Regions from separate parts of the Macaca mulatta genome. Here region 2 is linked to region 1. Evidence: chromatin contacts called from public Hi-C data. All regions are on one chromosome and are shown on one strand. Each heading gives the region's core, a stretch centred on a gene start, on an enhancer-like site or on the middle of the called end of the contact. The rest is flanking DNA. Distances are from core to core; before and after follow the strand shown. Region 1 holds the start of SUV39H2 (SUV39H2 histone lysine methyltransferase). Region 2 holds the start of MEIG1 (meiosis/spermiogenesis associated 1).

Region 1 (3,246 bases), core at 636-3,135:
ACATACTTATCATCAACCCTCCAGAAGCCAGAAACTAATTGTGTTCCAGAAGATTTGACCCTCAAATTTCTGTAAGTAGCATGTTACCACACTGAATTTAAAGTGTAAATTAACAAACACGTTTAGGAAAATGGAACAAACTTGGTGTTAGCGCTAGTGTCATGGTAAGCACTAGACAGGATCAAAAGTCCTCTGCCCTACCCATCGCTCAGCCACCGAGCTATGTGACTTTAGTGAGGTCTCAATCTGTCTGGCTGTCACATTCACTGGAAAAAAATGGAGAAAACTGGTGTTACCAAACAAAATCTATCAGTAAACTCAAGCTTTACTTGGTAGCTCTCCAAGGTAGTTGCGATCACCTTTTATGTTTTGAGGTAATTTCAGGAAAGGGAGAACACTTGTTAGCAGCAATAACTTTTCCTGCACCCTTTCCTCATCCTCCCCACCTCACACAGAGACTACTTCATTGTCAGAAACCCTTAAGCATAATTTCCACCATCTCACTGGCTGCAAACGACTCCATCCTAAAGCAGTAAAGAGAAAGGTATTTTCCTCCAGAAAACGTGGGGGAAGAGGCCGATTGCTTTGGAGTGGTCGTTTGGGGGTAGGACAGTGATAGGAGAGAAATGACCCCGTAAGTCCCTTCCATCTAAAAAAACTAGAGGACGTTTTGTGTTAAGCTGACCTCACTAAGGGGATCACGTATAAAGGTGGTTCCTCTTGAGTATCTACCCAAGGTGTGTTTGTGTGCTTTTCCTAAACATTTTTATCTAGTTGAGGATTCAAAACACAACCCGCAAAGGAAATGCTCTTCGAGAATTTAAAGGAAAAAAAAAAGTGAACATGAAAAACTGCAAACACGTGGTTAAAAAAAAGCAAAACGACAATCTCTCAAGTCTCCAGTAATGTAGAAAAATATTTCACTGACAAAATTAAATAGTTCATGACCACCACAAACACCTTCCGCTAGCTTAGTTCACAGTAACCCCTGACATTCTCCAAGGAAGAAAAACTCGGGGATAATGAGGTCATAATCCAAGTGGAGAGGAGGCGAGCTTGAAAACACCTTTACATTCCAGAACGCACGGAAAAGTTCCAGGCTCTCAAAGCGTGCGCGACACCAACACCCCCCGACGCCCACACCCACGCACGCTCGGTGCCCAATTCCCCAGCGTCCACAGAAATAACACCAAGCTCCCGGTGGGTGGAAGAGTTACCGTAAGCCAGAGGCTGCAACCTCAAATACCCACTTTCTGGGCGACTCTCCAACGAGGCACTCAACCTCCTAGCGTGTCCGCCTTGTGGGGGGGGGGTTCCTCGGTTATCCCCTTAGCACACAGGAGCCCCGATTTCCTCTCCCCCTCTGATATTAAGGTCATGTTCACGCCGGCGGGCGTCGCTTCCCGCCTCCCACTTCAAAGGCCCGGGCGCATGCCGCACGCCGCGCTCGAACCACCACAAAGGAGCCAGTCGCAGCCGGGCCCCCGGGACCTCCAGCCGGGGACCGCCGGGGAGCGGCCCCGACCCCCGAAGCCACCACGGGAGACGCCAAGGGGGCCGGGCCGAGCGGGCGGAGAGGCCACGCTCCGCAGCCGAAGCGCCCCAGGCTCGCGCAGTGCCCACCTCCGCGGCGGGAGCCGGCCGGGCAGGGAGGCGGGTCAGCGGCCTGGGGGAGGGTAGGCGCCCGCAGCGTGCGTCCCGGAGTCGGGGGCGCGGCGGCCGGGGAACCGCCACGTCGCCGTCTGGCTGGCCCGCGGGACGGCCCCGCCGCCCGGGCCTTGGGAGCTTGCCTGGGAACGGGGAGGGCGAGGGGGCCGCGCTCCAGCCTCACCTCCTCGCGCCTCGGCCCCGACCGCCGCCATCTTGTGGAGCTTTCATTCAAACTGGCGCGGTCTGACGGGATAGCTCAGCTGGCCCGACGCCCCGCCCCTGGCCGGCCCGCGCGGGACTTGGGGGCCGGGGCTTGTAGGGGGGATGGAACCCGCACGGCGTCCTGACGTCACTGGCGGCCGACCCCCCGCCGCGGCGGTCAGCGCGCCTGCGCCCCAAGGGTAGGCCCGGCCCCAAAAGCGAGGAGCCGAGCGGGGCGGAGCGAGCGCGCGCGCGTGCTTTGGGATGCTCTGCGGTGTCCGGCGCCCATACCCTGCGCCAGGCCCGTTTGGCGCATTCACTCGGGAGGACGTCGGCCAGGGACGGTGCCTTTCGGGTCCGGTTCCGCAGCCACCGCAGCTCGGCGGGCCATGGTTAGGCTCCCCCCGACCCCACTTCCCTAGAGCACCGGGCCTCGGAAGCGGCCGCACATGGGCACGGCTGGAGAGGTTCCGCTGGCTTGGTGCAGTCGCCGGGATTCCGACTGGTTGGTGTGGGGTGTGGCCTGTGCTGCCCAGCTCCCAGCTGATCCTAATGTGCGGCACAGCTGAAACCGCCAGTCTCCATCAGTGCTTCTCACACTTAAAAGGGGTTTACGAATCGTCGTGGGGGGGAGGTGCGGACTTGGAATTTTTTGAGAGATGGGGTCTCACTCTGTCACCAAGCTCAAGTGCAGTGGCGCGATTACGGCTCACTGCAGTCTCGACCTCCTGGGCTCAACTTTTAATGTAAATTGGGACTGGGTAGGTCTGTAAGGAGACCCGAGCCCCCCTCCCGTGTTGTTGACAAGCTCCTGAGCTCGGCCTGCTGACGGGTGGGGGCCGGGAGGAAGAGGACTTGTTGGTAAGGAGGCTGCAGGGCGACTCCGGGGGCCTCCCACCTGGTCTCCACCCCCTCCCCCCAGCCATTCTTGACGCCGCATCCATATGACTGTTTTAAACAACCTAAAGCAGAAATCTTAGAGCAAATAACGAAAACTGGCAGAAAGCCATTTGATGTCTACTAAGGACTTAAACGCAGACCATTAAAGGACTGGTTATTTGATTCCATTATGAAATACTGTCTAGCCGTCTTAAAAAGATGTTCATGAAGCTTTTAGTGTTAAGCAAAAACAAAACAAATCCCCCTGAAATATAGTTTTAACTAGGAAAAAAATGTATAGGAAAATAACGAAATACAGCCTTTCGAAGTGATTTTAACTTCTCGTTTTTACATATTTAATCATTTTCTACGATGAGCATCTCACTACCTTGATATAAGGAATAAAAGGCCCTACCCAACCCTATCACCTGGAAGAGCATCCAGGCCCTTTAAGGCGTAGTCTATCTAGGATTATGCCTTCAGGCCCTTGAAGATACAGCCTCCCGTCCTAACCGA
Region 2 (3,523 bases), core at 323-2,822, 75 kb before region 1:
ACTACAGGAACAAACTGACATTAAGGATGTCATTCTGTTTTGTTTTTTGAGAGAGAGTCTCTGTTGCCCAGGCTGGAGTGCACTGCCGTGATCTAGCCTTACTGCAAACTCCGCCTCCCAGGTTCAAGTGATTATCCTGCCTTGGCCTCCCGAGTAGCTGGAATTACAGACATGTGCCACCATGCCTGGCCGATTTTTTTTCTTTTTAGTAGAGATGGGGTTTCACCATGTTGTCCAGGCTGGTCTTGAACTACTGACTTTGGTGATCTGCCCACCTCAGCTTTCCAAAGTGCTGGGATTACAGGCATGAGCCACTGTGCTGGGCTGGAATGGCATTCTGATTCCTGACTTCCCTGATCAGAAATCTTTGTTCCTGGATTTATTCTCATGTTACTTTGCATCTCTGTGGAAGCATTTATTTGCCGTATTCTGCAAACATGTTGTCCCCAGATAGATTCAATGCTACCCGAAGGTTTGTCACCATGCTGTGCACAAAGCGGGACTTCAAGTGTTATGGAGGCCCGGAAGGCCGGGTACAGTGGCTGACGCCTGTAACCCAGCACTTTGGGAGGCCGACGTGAGCGGATCGCATGAGGCCAGGAACTCGAGACCGGCCTGGTCAACGTGGTGAAACGCTGTCTCTGCTAAAAATACAAAAATGAGCCAGGCGTGGTGGCGCATGCCTGTAGTCCCAGCTACTCTGGAGGCTGAGGCAGAAGAATCGCCTGAACCCAGGAAGCAGAGGTTGCAGTGAGCCGAGATGGCACCACTGCACTCCAGCCTGGGCGATAGAACTAGACCCCAACTCAATAAATACATAAAATAAAGTAAAAGTGTTCTGGGTTGTTTGTGTTTAATTATACTAAGGAGATTTGATAGGAAGGAGCATAATAAATGTCATGGTGATTATTTGGTGAATTTTAATACAGTACTTTAACAAACATTTTCATAAAGTTGCTTTGGTTGTTAAAAAATTTTAGACCTTTCCTCCCATCTTTTTTTTTTTTTTTTAATACATCATTCTAACTTCCTAAAAGTATAGCTCAAAAAGGTGGGGGACCAGGGCAGAGGCCAGCAGCGAAGACATTATTCGGATCTTATTTGCCCCAAGACCACACAGAGATGACTTCCTCAGTTTGTAGATTATAAAAACGGAAGAGGGAATCAATAGTTACTGAATCTACCATGAGTCAGTTACAAACTTTTTCATACAATCCTCAAGGTTATCCCACAAGGTTAGAAATTGGGAACAGAAAAGAGAGGGGAACTGAGTTCGGATTTCAGGCCAGCAGTAGACAAGCAGGAAGCGGAAGGAAGAATGATTTCTAAGCGCAGCTCCGCAGCCTACTCGCCTAGTCGGCTGGGGCTACCTGCGCTGGGAGTTTCGATTTCCCTTCCCGCGACTGCACCTGCACAGACACGGGCAACGCCTTACCAGAGCAACACCTGTGTTTCTTTGGCAGGAATAAGCCTTGCACTGGGCGGGGTCACGGCCCACCGCATGCTGCGTAGCGCGGGTGATTTAAAACCCGGCAGCCGGCGCCTGGGACCCGACCGGATGCTCCTTGGCGTCGCCCCGGGTCTCCGGACTCCTCTGATTGGACGTGGCTGCGTTCGGCCGCCCAATGGCGAGGCGGCGCGCGGCTTCCCGGAAGTGGCAGCGCGGTCTGGGCTGGCCTGGGTTTCAGCTGCAGTTTTGGGGTCTGGGACGTTGGGATCGGCGGCGATATGAGTTCCTTCGAGGGGCAGATGGCCGAGTATCCAACTATCTCCATAGACCGTTTCGACAGGGAGAACCTTAGGGCCCGCGCCTACTTCCTGTCCCACTGCCACAAGGGTGAGTGAGCGCTGCGCGTCGCCTGTTCCTGGGGCGCTGGGGGCTGGAGAGAGGACAGGAGGGGGCCGGTCCTGGAGCAAGGAGCTGCAGCCTGTGGGAGACCAGCGAGGGGGCGGCCAGCACACACCTTGTCCCAGTCGGGCTCTTCAGCCTCTCAGAGGCTTCATCTATTTTTGGATCTGGTCAACGAGGCGTAACGGCGCCTGCCAGTTGCGCCCCGGGCCGGCTTGGTCAAGCGCTGCTAGTAGGTTCTCTTGGTAGCTCTGCTGGTGGCCGATGGTCAGAGATTGGCGAGGGTTAGTTCTTCCCCCAGAGCCTCGCTACCGTGTATGAAGAAAACAAGTTTCAGATCCATTTGAGCACACCCTCAAACATTGGTCAGCAAGCGGGCTGACTCACACACACACACAACTGTGAAACAATCCGCCTGATAGCTCCACGAAGTGCAAACTCCCTGGCCTTTGGATGTTCTGTCCGCATCCACTACGAACGCTTCGTCCTGGGTTAGGAAGGAGGGATGTTTCCCTTCTAAATGGTATCAGGCAACCAGAAAAGCTACTATGATTTCACAGCTGGATCCTTTCACAGCTGGACCGATTTAGGGATTAAGGTTAGAGTGTCGCTGTTAATGATATAAGCTCGAGGCTAGATACGCCAGGCAGAGATTGGAGCTAATTTCCAGAGTTTAAATACGCTAATTTCACAACCATTGTTCATTTTCACTTCTGTTGCTCTAATAAGTGACTTACCAGTGAAAACAGTTTTAATACTTATTGTGCCAATTAGCTCAGCCATTAGTGTTAATTGGAGAAAATGATAAACGGAATCATTGGAGTTGCTGCCTTCTGCTGTGTGGCCTTGCAGAGTGCTGGAGCAGGAAGCTCCCACGACCCTGTGGAGTCGATCAGTGTAACAAACCTATCTACACATGCGCAGTGGGAAAGGGTTTTAAAGTAAATTACAGGTATCCAAGTACAGCCTTTCCTCACAGGGTTGGTGGGAAGGCCAGCTATATTGTCTTGGGTGTGGAATCAATCACTTGGACTATAAATTGTTGAAGTTACTGCTTCTGGGAAATGTCTCTGCTTTTTTTCCCACAAAGCCACTAGTGATTTCTGCTTAATGAGGAAAATCTGGACCTTTTCTCATGCGTTGCCATATTAGCATCATGCACCTCTTCGAGCGTCTCTTTCTTCTTCCTTTTTTTTTTTTGAGACAGGGTCTCCCTTTGTCGCCCAGGCTGGAGGACAGTGGCACATGCTCTCTGCTCAAGTAGCTGGAACTACTGGAGTGAGCCACCATGCCTGGCTAATGTTTGTATTTTTATTATTATTACTTTGAGATGGAGTCTCTGTCGCCAGGCTGGAGTGCAGTGGCGTCATCTCCGTTCACTGCAACCTCTGCCTCCTGGGTTCAAGTGATTCTTGTGCCTCAGCCTCCCAAGTAGCTGGAATTACAGGCACGCACCACGACACCCAGCTAATTTTTGTATTTTTAGTAGAGATGGCGTTTCACCATGTTGGCCTGGCTGGTCTCGAACTTCTGGCCTCAGGTAGATCCACCCACCTCAGCCTCCCAAAGTGTTATGATTACAGGTGTGAGCCACTGTGCCTGACACATTTCTGGTTTTGTTTTTCATTGAGAATCTACTGCTGGACGAGGATGTGCCTATTTCTGCTTTTTGTA

The links. Hi-C and Micro-C count contacts between places; a contact is called where the count stands out from the background.
Region 2: a Hi-C map of fetal cortex germinal zone shows a contact between it and region 1, with 2.4 times the contacts expected there. The contact joins the promoter of MEIG1 here to the promoter of SUV39H2 in region 1. A contact is called at or near these places in 3 of 14 Hi-C or Micro-C datasets (CD4 T cells, fetal cortex germinal zone and liver).

Annotation. Positions count from the first base shown.
Region 1 is chr9:16,433,082-16,436,327 of T2T-MMU8v2.0, reverse strand. It overlaps SUV39H2 (SUV39H2 histone lysine methyltransferase), which reads right to left and starts at 1,885. Exons shown (of 7, transcript XM_077945816.1): 1 at 1,832-1,885.
Region 2 is chr9:16,507,901-16,511,423 of T2T-MMU8v2.0, reverse strand. MEIG1 (meiosis/spermiogenesis associated 1) reads right to left here and starts at 1,572. Exons shown (of 3, transcript XM_015146528.3): 1 at 1,436-1,572. DCLRE1C (DNA cross-link repair 1C) reads left to right here and starts at 1,729. Exons shown (of 14, transcript NM_001204350.1): 1 at 1,729-1,837. The coding sequence starts at 1,729.